Regions from separate parts of the Mus musculus genome. Here all the other regions are linked to region 1. Evidence: chromatin contacts called from public Hi-C data. All regions are on one chromosome and are shown on one strand. The core of a region is the stretch at or near the end of the contact, and the rest is flanking DNA. Distances in the headings are between cores, read along the strand shown.

Evidence for each region. Hi-C and Micro-C count contacts between places; a contact is called where the count stands out from the background.
Region 2: a Hi-C map of the G1E-ER4 cell line shows a contact between it and region 1, with 11 times the contacts expected there. The contact joins two enhancer-like sites. A contact is called at or near these places in 7 of 484 Hi-C or Micro-C datasets (the AML12 cell line, the G1E-ER4 cell line, the N1E-115 cell line and 2 more) and 3 of 115 datasets of contacts at active chromatin or transcription factors (CD8 T cells, large pre-B cells and memory CD8 T cells).
Region 3: a contact with region 1 is called in a Hi-C map of the N1E-115 cell line, with 4 times the contacts expected there. The contact joins two enhancer-like sites. A contact is called at or near these places in 1 of 15 datasets of contacts at CTCF or cohesin (the NIH/3T3 cell line) and 1 of 484 Hi-C or Micro-C datasets (the N1E-115 cell line).

What each region holds. Positions count from the first base shown.
Region 1 is chr15:62,221,091-62,225,063 of GRCm38.p6, reverse strand. All of the region lies in intron 2 of Pvt1 (Pvt1 oncogene), which reads right to left. Among named protein-coding and RNA genes, the nearest start is that of Pvt1, 190 kb to the right of the region's middle. Within about 2 kb of position 2,198, at least 62 of the 459 cell types and tissues checked have an H3K27ac peak or open chromatin away from gene starts, as enhancers often do. A contact at or near this core is called in CD8 T cells, the G1E-ER4 cell line and the N1E-115 cell line, where this site is marked.
Region 2 is chr15:62,806,294-62,810,172 of GRCm38.p6, reverse strand. No RefSeq gene overlaps it. Among named protein-coding and RNA genes, the nearest start is that of Gm22521, 15 kb to the right of the region's middle. Within about 2 kb of position 1,527, at least 34 of the 459 cell types and tissues checked have an H3K27ac peak or open chromatin away from gene starts, as enhancers often do. A contact at or near this core is called in CD8 T cells and the G1E-ER4 cell line, where this site is marked.
Region 3 is chr15:63,192,188-63,196,186 of GRCm38.p6, reverse strand. No RefSeq gene overlaps it. Among named protein-coding and RNA genes, the nearest start is that of Gm30159, 49 kb to the right of the region's middle. RefSeq lists an enhancer at 1,399-2,250. Within about 2 kb of position 2,111, at least 20 of the 459 cell types and tissues checked have an H3K27ac peak or open chromatin away from gene starts, as enhancers often do. A contact at or near this core is called in the N1E-115 cell line, where this site is marked.

The DNA of each region.
Region 1 (3,973 bases), core at 949-3,448:
GCTCTCTCTGAGAAATGGAAGGCACAGAAGAGCCTTCCTAGACAAACAGGAAGTTGGGGTAGGGCTACACATGGCAAGGCCTGTATTAAAGAAATGTTAAAGGAAGCCCTTCAAATGGAAATAAAAGGACACTAACTAATAAGCACAAAGACACATGCATGCAAACCTCACAGCCACATAGCCAGCCAGAGGTGAAGGTGGACTTGGCAGAGGCACAGGTGTCAGAAGCACAAATGCAAAATGACAGGATTAAATCACACAAGTCAGAGAAAAATGCAGAGTGGATAACATAGGAAATGAAACCTGGTTTTGAGGAGTGACGCCTGACATGGGGGTGGAGAACGGGAGGGTCAAAGGTGACCACGCTGGCTTCATGGAAGGGGAGATGTTGATGGGACCCATAAATGCTATATCAAGAGGTGTGATTATAATCCTGAAGCTAACTGAGAGATGCTGGCTATATTTACGTTGAAGAAGGGCATAGTCAGCCCTAGGCTTTCAGTATCTGTGCTTGGTCATTGAGAAGGGATATGAGAGTTGTCAAAATTGAGTATGACAAGAAAACCCAAAGCCCCAAGATAAGGTTGATCGGAGAGAGAAGAGACAGATGGAAACAGAGATGTGGGGCTACCAGGAAAGAAGCAGAGGGAGAGGAACTGCTGATGGGAAGGGGTCCCGGAAGAAAGAAAACCACTTCTCTTTCCTTTTGATGAAGCAAGATTATTACTTGAGAGCAGAGCTGGACAGGACAGGACAAGACTTCCCAAAAATCAGGAAGGAAAGAAGCCTGATCGTGGGCCTTTTATACAAGTCACATTCCCAAAGCATGGAGTCAACCAGGTCCATGATGGTACCCCATCTGCAGTGAGCTTTTCCTCAGAACAGGTCTCGGGGTCTGCATAAACTCTTTTCCTTCAGAAAGCCATGGCCTTGAAATTGAGACCCTCAAAACTAGTCATGGGAGAGATAGAAAGATCTGACATCACTTCATCCTGCTATAGACAAAGAAACTGAGGCTTTAAGGGGACCACTTGGCAAGTAACACAGGGATGGCACGTTCTGTGTAGACCTTCTGTGTAGATACTGTCTGAATTAGGAAAGTACCAGCAGTGTGTCAGAGGGAGAACAAACTCCAGGTCTGTCCTCCCGATAGAAGCTGAGCATTTCACAGTTCAGTCACCCTGTGGATGCATCCATACAACTCAACTTCCAGGACAGAGCACAAGGCACAGAGCCTCTAGGAAGCTGACTTGGGAGGAGCATAGAAGCGTTCCAACAGCTTGGTTTTAGTAGGAACAGAGATACCCTACCCTACAGAGCCATTGCATAGAAAGCCAGGCTTTGTCCATGCAGCAGGGGATTGCCTGTGCTCCTAGAAAGGGGAGCCTGACACAGGCTGGGGCTCCGCCTCCACCCAATGTTGGCCTGCACCATTATGAGGTTCCCCTCTTCCTTTCTCACTCCCCTCTGCCTAGTCGCTATCAGAGCATCCACATGCAAAAATCTCTAAAGGACCCACTTCTGACAAGGCAAGCCTAGCAGGCCTGGTTGTCATAAGAGATGAAGGCCAGCTGATGCCTGCAACAGCATCAGCTGTCCACTCCTAGGCATCAAGCCCTTCCCACCACCCACCGTGCCAGCCCAGGACATAGAGGTCTGGCAGCCATTGAAAAGAAAAGCTCCTATCTCTGACTCCTCAGCCTCTGATAAGAAATGTCATCCCTTGCTGGGTAATATTACTCTGCTAGATAAGGATCTCTATCTCCTCCAACATATGGCTCACTACAGAACACAGGGTCTGCTGGAGCAGGATAATTTATGCGCTTAAGCTGCAAACCCTGGGCAGTTTGAGAAGTGCATCGAACAGAACAAGAGTCAAATTATAACCTCTTCTGACCTGGCCTTGGGATTCCTCCCTGAGAAATGACAGCAACCTCCTCTACTCTACACACAATAAGCACTTTCACCCTCCTGCTGTCTCTAAAGGGCATTTGCACCAGCGTTATCAAGGCTCATCCTCACCAGGACCTCCAAAGCCGCACTTAAGTCTTCTTTTGCAGATCAGGAAATTGAGATTCAACAAGGGTGAGTAACACAGCCAAGGTCACCCAGGCAGCCGTACCCAGAGCACAGACTCAAACCCCAACAGATCTGACTCACCAGCACACTGTCAGATGGGGAGGCTGATCCAAGCCTCTGGGTTGTCTCTGCTCCAACAACTAAATCAATTAAGTCAGATCTGCCCAGGCTTAACTGGCAATGTCAGCTCCACACTGTAATCTCAAAGGTCCATTTCGATCATTCACCGCTCCTGATTTCTCTGAAGCCTGGGAAGGATGAGGAAGCCTTGTTGAGTCAAGATACTCAAGGAGAGGAAGGGGGCAGGGATGGGACCAGAAGAGGGAGAGAGGAGAGTGGGACTTAGATACTGGCTTCATGCACTCAAGGAGTAGAAGGTAGAAAGAAATTGCGGGAAAATTCTCTCTTCTCTATTGATTCATTCATTCGTTCATTCATTTGTTCATTCATTCGTATCCCTGGACAATCCATTACATGTCCATTCTGGCTTGGCCCTGGTAATCTCACTGTATCTGTAAGCAGTGCTAGACTAGACTTCATGAAAGACTGACAGGTCAGCGAAGAGACAGAGATAACAGAACATGACAGGGGTACCGTGTCTGCAGTAGATTGAATGGCTGATGTGGGGGACCGTGGCTGTGTGTTAAGGAGGAGATGGAAGTGAACCTCACACTCTGCTATTTTATACCCTCCTTTAAAAAAGCCAAGTCATCATGGCTAAGATTGGTGCTATTCTTTAGAGTGATTATTTCAACCATGTTCTGCATTGCCTCCAAGATCCATTAGTAACTACAATTGAACAATTTTAATTGACAAATAAAAATTACACATATTTATGGTATATATAATTGGTATATGGTATATATAATATGGCATATTTTATATATATATGCACATTGTAGAAGTCTAAATTCAACTAATTAATATGTGCATAAGTCATATACTTTTCTTTCCAGCTGACTCTTTTAAATAGCTATATAGCATTTCATTTTATAAAGATGTCCCAATTCAATAACCACAGCTAATAAAACTGAAGAGAGAAGTTACCCAGCCCTTCGCTAGGCAATCTCTAGGAGCTACTTCAGCTCCTTAGGGTGGCCGTACCTAAGACATCTTTCAGATATCCTTCAGATACATGAAGGATACAAGATGCGGTTAATTAATAACAGACTCAAAACCATCCTGAGTTATCACATTTGTAGAATCTCTCTTTGGTCCACTTGAAAGTGAGGAAAGTAAGAAAGGAGAAATAAATTTAGTGTTGTGGGTGGGCCACTTATGGAAAAAAGGACTAAGATGGGTCAGGGTGGATGGCTGGTTCTAATTTCAGTCTCTTTTACTACTGTCATGTGACCTTGATGTCATTGGGGACCTCAGCTTATCCCACGGCAGAGTGGAATAGGAATGGACCTGTCAGACAACGTCCATATTTGAGATTAAGCTGTATGTTTGATAGTCACACTGAGGAGTTATGGAAGCTATTATCTAGGCCTCCTGCAACTGCAGAGAGTGAAGGAGACTCAGGTGCACTCTTCCATGAATTTTTACACAGGGGAAAAGAGATCAAGGAGCAGTCATGCCGGCTACATGAAAGTTTTCCTCAGGCCCACCGCACGGGTGTCAGCAAGGGGACCAGGTGGGGCCAGAGATAGGGCAGGAGCTCAGGGTGTGACAGAGGGCTGCCCAGAGAGGCATTCAGATAGGCTATGCTATCTGTGAACAATAGAACCGTTGTCCTGGACCCGAATCTGACAAGAGGGGATAAGACCCCCGGAAACACAAGCCCAGATAACTAGCCAGGGTGGCCTCTCAACACCATCCCCAGCCTGTCTGTTATTTCATTTATGCCATTCATTCATGCACCCTACAGTGTGTATCAAGCACATACCCAGAA
Region 2 (3,879 bases), core at 278-2,777, 590 kb before region 1:
TTCAATTAACTCTGACTCCTTACTAATAAATGTCTCGCTATCAACACTTGCATATTCCTAAGGCCTGTGTGCAGATGAAAAAGCAAGACTAGCTGGAGAGACGGCTTAGTGGTTAAGAGCACTGACTGCTCTTCCAGAGGTCCTGAGCTCAATTCCTAGCAACCACGTGGAGGCTCACAACCATCTGTAATGGGTTCTGATGTCCTCTTCTGGTGTGGTCTGACAGTGTACTCACATATATAAAATAAATAAATCTTAAAAAAAAAAAACACAAGTAAGCTGACCAAGATAAATAGATTCTAATTCCATGTTCAATACCAGTTCTCTTCTGTCTTTGCCTATTTATTCAGAAACAATGGCAACATGGTCATACATATTGGAAAATCATTGAATGAAATGATGATGAAAGTCATAGACTAATTCTATTGTTAACACATTATTAAAATAGTAATTCAGAGACAAAATATATACAATTCCCTGGGATTAGAAAATTGAAGTGAAGACTAAGGTCCACGATAAAAAAAAAAATTCATTTTTGCTTTGCATAGTCACAGACTTCTAATGAGTCACATAGGCTGATGACCTGGATGCAAGTATTTTTTTAGAGCCTAGCCCCAGCTTGCAAGCTCTAACACCATTTTTCAGAGAAAGCAGGAAGTTGTATTTCTCTGTAGCTATGAACATAAAAGCAACTGCTATATATAGTACTTTAAGAGAAGCCTCCACAAGCGAGTCAAACTTCCTTTTCTTAATAATTTTGAAGTTCTAGATAACCTTTCTTTTTGGCGGGAATCTCATTAAGCAAGTTTTCATAGTAGATGGGAGGAAATGGAGGTCAGGGTGACATATATAAAGCACTTTCCACAAGGAAGATGTCATGTGGAGCCAGACAAGCAGAGGGAGACTGCAAAGCCATTTACCCATTTTACTTGAGCTGGGTAAATGCGATTCTCTTTCTTTCATATTTGGTCTTCAGTGCAACTCACCTGCATGTGTGAAGCTAGAGAGTAGGAAAAGATGTTTTGTAGTTTGCAATATTGTCTATTAATGGAAGTCGCTAACTGATATTTTAGTTGACACCCAATTAGAGAGAATATGGATGGGTTGAAAAACACCTTTCAAGGAGACTAAGCCATGAACACGGACAAACTATTGGAGTCTGGGGTGGGGTAGGGGAATGATTTGCAACGCCTAATAGAAGTCATTAACAGAGTATGTAATCTTTTACCTCTTTGCCCTTCTGAGAGGACATTTCCCCTCATTTTCCTTCTTGTCTTTCCTCACTTCTCCATGAGGTAGTGGAGATCTTTGGAGTAGAGCTCAGCATCTCCTTTCACACACAGGGCAGACAACAGATAGGGACTTAGACTCTGCAGTCAAGCACACTTAGATTTGAACACATGTCCTCCTTTTGAAAATGTGTGTGATCTGAGGCAAACAAGTGTCCTATTTCTTTATCTGCAAAACTGAAACAGGATAACGGTCTCACAGAAATGCATACAAAATTCTTAGACATAGGAAGCTCTGAGAATGCCTCCAATGCCTGTTATTCTTACTGACTTTATCTACACTGTGGTGGCTATCATTATCGTCTCCAACACCACGGTCTTCTTTAATCATTTTTGAAGAGTAAAACAGGAAGTTCATGGGTTTGAAGATTTTAATATCTTACTAAATTGTCACTTCGTCACTTTTTATATGTTTAGAAGTATATCTTGATCCATTTCCTTAAAGGAATTTGCTTTAAAAAATTTTATCAAGAGACTTATTTGATAGAGATTTTTTTTAATCAAGAGAGGATGTGAATTTGCATGAAGGAAGTACTAACAGGAATGTCTGTGCATCCCTACCTCAACACCTGGGCCAGCTGGGCCAGCTGGACCCAGGTAATGGCCTAAAGCAAACTAGTTAGGGAATCCCCTAACTAGGGATTGCCACCTGTGGCTTTTGGCAATATACTGATTAGTTTCTGCTTGCTATAGGGCAACTATGCAGTGTTAAGCACTGTGCCTTCCTTATTCCTAAGAATATAGATACCATTTTCATAATACTCTCTAAGCCCTAGGTTACTCTATCTAGACCATAGATGCCTCTAGAATAGGCTTTGCTGATCTGTGTGTTTTTAGGTCCAAGTGCATTGCCTTGCCTGGTGTCTAGAAGAAAGAATTACCGGAATGATGATCTGACAACTCTTACCTTATCTTTTCTCAGTCTCATTTTTCTGTTCCTCTTTTATCACAGAAGAGTCAAATACACTGGAATAGAGTCACCAATGTAAATAAACTCTCCTAAAATGTGCATGCAAACACACACACACACACACACACACACACACACACACACACACACATTCAACCAGCAAAGATAATCTGTTCAAGAGGTAGTGGGATAATATGATTGTTATTATGTTTACAATCTCTCCTCAAAGGAGCATGTAATAGCAATAAGAGCAATAAGATTCAGATGGACTTTAGGTCCTCAGCCCTAATATGGTCTTTCTAGTCAAGGGCTTGCAACTCTTTCTCGGTGTTCTTGATCTGGGGAAGCCCCAGGCAGGTGATTTACCACAGAGAACTACCCTGTTTCCACAAGAAGGATTGCTTGCATTCTTCTCTCAAGCCTTTCTTGGTGAAAAGTGCAAACACACCTCTTCCTTGTCATTCACAGATCTCAGGGGTCTTCCCCTTTCTCTTTCTCCTAACCCAGCTTTAGAATGTGAGTTCATTTTGGGCATTAGTGAGATGCATATTAATTCTAAAATAAAAAGCATAGTCTATATCTAATTGTAAATAGATGAGTCCTCCATGTTGCTGTATTGTCTTTTGTCTCCTAGATTAGTTTTATTTTTCCCAAACGAGAAATTAAAAAGTGTTTGCTTTGAGGCTAGTGGATGGTACATATTAGGTCTAGGAACAGAAACATGTTACATATTGAGATCATGTGAGTGTGCATGTGCACTTGGGAAATAGATAAAATCTTTGTACCGGGCATCATGCAGCACATTATATAATACTATGTCTGTCTGTCTATCTGACTGTCCATCTGTCTATCTGTCTGTCTGTCTGTCTCTCTCTCTCTCTCTCTCTCTCTCTCTCTCTCTCTCTGTGTGTGTGTGTGTGCATGCACACATTCATCTTACTCATCTTTGTGTTTCTCTCTGTGCTGATCACTATCTCATGAATCTTTTTGGCAAAGGAAGGTAAGTTTAATGATGGAGACATGTTGTGCATGCCTTGACAAAGGTTTCTTTATTTTTCTTTATTTTTTATTGGTTATTTTATTTATTTACATTTCAAATGTTAACTCCCTTCCCAGTTTTCCCTTTACAAGCCCTTCCCTCCTGCTTCTATGAGGGTGTTCCCCCACCTATCCACCCACTCCCTAGCATTCCCCTATACTGGGGCATCGAGCCTTCACAGGACCAAGGGCCTCTCCTTTCCCATTGATGCCCAACAAGGCCATTATTTGCTATGTATGCAGCTGGAGCCATGGGTCCCTCCATGGGTACTCTTTGGTTGAAAGTTTCTTTTTAAAATTGAATATCATTCATTTGTCTTGTGACAGATTGACGCATGGAAATGATGCACCTTGGGCATATGCATCTTAACTGTTCTCTCCTACTTACCCCAGATATGCCCAACTATTCCTTCCCAACTCCCCAAGGTATCCATTCCCAGTACTCTCTTCTCCCCACTTCACACTGTCTCCTTAACCCCCTGATCTCAGTGGGTTCTGGCTGTTAGAATGTAGACCCATTGTGTTGGCTTGATCATTTGCAGTGAGTTCATGAGTACAATGTCCACATCATGTCCTAAAGACAGCATTTTACAACACTATTTCCTATCCTTTAACTTTATATATTCTCTCTGTCCCTCTCCT
Region 3 (3,999 bases), core at 862-3,361, 970 kb before region 1:
TCCCCAGTCTGCTAGCTGACCTGTGCAGACTCATACAAAGCATTTTTAAGTATCTTTTCCAGGAAAGCAGTGTGTGTGTGTGTGTGTGTGTGTTTTCTACCATCTCTGAAGTTAAATACAAATAATTTGACTTTTGACATCAACACATTGTCATTGTTACCTCTGAAATTATGTATCCCAAAAAGTTTTAAGGAAAATTGAGTTGGTTTGTAGGAAACAGAGTAGTCCTTTTGGCTTGTGGACCCAGTAAGATAGAGCCATTGTTTGTTCCTTTCTTCACCCAACTATTAATTGAATATCAATTACATTTCAAGTGCTAGTCATCAATGGAGGTGACTAGAGAATGTCCTTGCTTTCAGGAGCTTTTATTCTTCAGTAGAGATGGATAAATATCCAGTGTTTCTCAACCTTGTTTGAGAATTCCAATCACATAACCACTGCCTTTGAAACCCAGGTTGCAGCCTGGGCATGGTGGTTGAGCATTCAGGTGTCTAAGGCAGGAACGCATGAGTTTGAGGTCTAGCCTAGACAAATAGCAAGTTCTAGGCCAGATTGAGCTACACAGGGAAGACCTTGCTCAAAATGCCAAGTGTATGGGTGAAGCTTCATAGTAGATTACTTGTCTAGCATGCACAATGTTTGATCCCATACCCAGCAAAATCAAGCAAGCAAGCAAACAAACAAACAAACTAACAAAAACGGTATCTGAAACCTGTTCCGGCAGTGTCTATGGTGGTCTTGTAAACAGTTGCGATAATCAAATGAAAGGGAAAATATAGAGTGTATTGCTAACTAATGGATGCATTGTAAGGTTACGTAATAGACAGAAAAAAATGAAAAAACCAGAATTGTACAGTAGTAGATACTGCTATTTTAAGTTGAAATTCCAGAACTTGCCACTTAGCTGAATGAAGGGTGAGGCCTCCACAGACAAGAGGCTTTTGCAGAAGTCTTGGCAGGCAGTACCGAGCCTGGCTCCAGTTCTTCACCTTCTGCACTTTTAGGGTGCCACATGCCTCTCTCACTTCATTTAATCTAGTGTGTGAGCATTTTGGCTTGGTGTTTTAACATTTTGTGGCAGAAATAGAGCCATGTTGATATTTGAAATCCTATAATCCTAGGACTGGGAAATGCCTACCAGATTGTAGTTGAAGCATTTCATAGCAATGAATTCAAGATCTCTCACAGAAACCACACAGGTATAGCTTGTTTCTTTCACCATTTTGGAGACAAAGAAGCAGAAATACAGAAAGATTAAGTAATTTGCATCTGCTCACACAGATAGGATCTTGCAGAACCACTGTCTTAAGTTGTGGGTGGATGGATGGATAGATGGGCAAATGGATGGGTGGACAGGTGTGTAGATGGATGAGATGGCAAGATTCAGCCTCACAGAGCTACCAAATGGCTTCTGTATTTTCAGAGAAATAAACTTCTAGGAGAATGGATTCTAATCAAAACATGTACATGCCATAGTAGATGAGTTAGGATGAAAGGAATGAGTGAGCTAGTCCAGGAGAAAGAATAGCAACTGCACAGAATAGCAGTTTGCTTGTCCAGGTACCAGCCTCCCCCCCCCCCCCGACCCCCCTACTTGAAAGCTGTCCATGCTTATTGGAAGCTGGAGGGCAAGAGAAACCAGATCCAAGAAACCCTTTCCTCTCAGGAGAGGCTGACAAGTTGTGCTTTAATCTAATTAATACATTCAGGAAATGGGCTGAGAGGAATGTGATTATTTAATTGTTCTGTTCAAAGGGTAAAAAAGCAGGCTATTAGTCTGAGGTCTTGACTCCAAGGTTCACTTTAGGTTGTTACCAAGGGGAAGGTTCAGGAACAAGAGTGGCTGATTGATTCTTTCCCTGCTGTTACCCTCATTAATTTACAAAGGTTCATTGTTGTGGTGCTAACTCACAGAGTCTGGAATGAAATGTAAAACAGATTTGAACTGATAAGAATTGTTTTGTATCTGCTATCCAGTAGTGTTTCTTCCCTCTGAGTTCCCTTCTAAAGATTTTCAGGTACATGAATTTCCAGTCTGATTATAATGAACTCATTTTCCACATGACAAAAATTATGTCTAATGATTAAACAGCAAGCAGGAAGTAGACTCTTGACATTTGACATTTCATTTCCAGTCCAGCATAAACTTGGCTGCCTCCGGACTTTCCCTATGGCTAGAGTAAAAAGAGTCAGGTCAAGTTTCCCTTCTGGGAAACAGGGAAAATAAGATGCAAATCTGAGCATCTTACCCAAAACAAACCTCATTCACATAGTGGTAATAGTGTGTGTGTGTGTGTCTGCCTGTCTGCCTGTCTGTCTGTGTACATGCATGTGTCTATGTGTATATGTGTCTGTATGTTTGTGTGTGTGTGTCTGTATATGTGTCTGTGTGTATGTCTGGGTCTGTATGTCTGTGTGTGTGTGTCTGTCTCTGTATCTGTGTATTTGTCTGTGTGTGTGTGTGTGTGTGTGTGTGTGACTGTGTGTGTGTCTGTGTGAGTGTCGGTATGTCTGAATGTGTATATGTATATATGTGTGTCTGTGTGTGTTTGTGTGTATGTGTCTCTGTCTGTGTAGGTGTGTGTGTGTTTGTTTGTTTGTGTATGTATATCTATTTCTGTGTCTATGTGTCTGTATGTCTGTGTGTGTATCTGGGTGTCTGTGTCTGGGTGTCTATGTCTCTCTGTGTGTCTGTATCTGTGTGTCTTTGTGTCTGTGTGTTTGTTTATGCATCTGTGTCTGTATGTCTGTGTCTGTGTCCATGACTTTATAGGTGTGGTGCAGAAACCAACACTGAGTCTCTTCCTTGATCACTTTCTATCTTATTTATTATTATTTTTTGTGATATGTCTTCCATAGAAGTAGACTTCTCTGTGATGCCAGCACACGGCTTCTGGTTTCTCATTAAGTGGATATTTGCCAGATTCCTTTCTTACCTTTAACTTGTCTTCAGTTTGATGAATCTTCTCTGGCTCCCTTGAGCAAAGTACTCAACAACTAATTGTGATGTCTCAGCTCCTCCATTAATGCCCACCACATTTTATCATAATTGCTTAACTAAGTGCATATTTTATGTAATTATCTGTATGTTCTTCATTGGGTTGTGAGCTTCTGAATGCAGGTGAGTCAATCACATCTTAAGGAATCTAAAACAAATTGCTACTGTGTTATAGAAATCATTTAATCTCAAATGGAGTTTTCTATCCAGCCTTTGATCACTTAATTCCCAGATAAAAGATACACAGTCTTTATATTTACTTATAAGCCTTAATCAGCACTTGATTTGGGTAGGTATCTACCTTGAAATCTATTAGAATCTATTTCTCCATCAATAATCCCAAATTATAATTTGCCACGTTCTCTCTGAGCAGCTCTTAACTCAAAGCCAGCCCTCATGGCCATGTATTCATAACTCATCTAACCCATGGAGTCTCTCCTTTCTCTACCTTCCTCTCTCCCCTCTCATGATCTCCTTTGACTCCAAGCTCAGGAACCCAAAAACCCTGCCTATTTCTCTTCTGCCCATCTATCAACTATAAGCATCTTTATTCACCAATGGGGAATAACTTGGGGGACAGCACTTGTGTATTTACAAATTCTGTCATCCCTGAAGACAACCAGGCCTTGAGGACCAGTAGTTAGCATTATCATACATAGCAAATGACCAAACCTCAACACGACTGAAACCAAATTTATAAGTAAAAAAATGAGTGACTAGTTCATCACATACGTTTGCGATGATCAAATCATATATCAAATGGGGCCCAGAGACCCCCTATGCTGGAGGTGACCTCAAAACCTCACCTATGAAGACTAGCTTTCATGGTACCAGAAGGTGCCATGCAAACTTCCAAAGAAGGGAAGTATTCCGGAAGAGCTTCTGGTCATGCTTAGGCAGCCATGTAGGTGAGACTTTATGAGTACATAAACAAATATTTCTACCCAAGTATGACACATATGAATCACATTAATGACCACCAAGATAACCCTCAGGGTGCA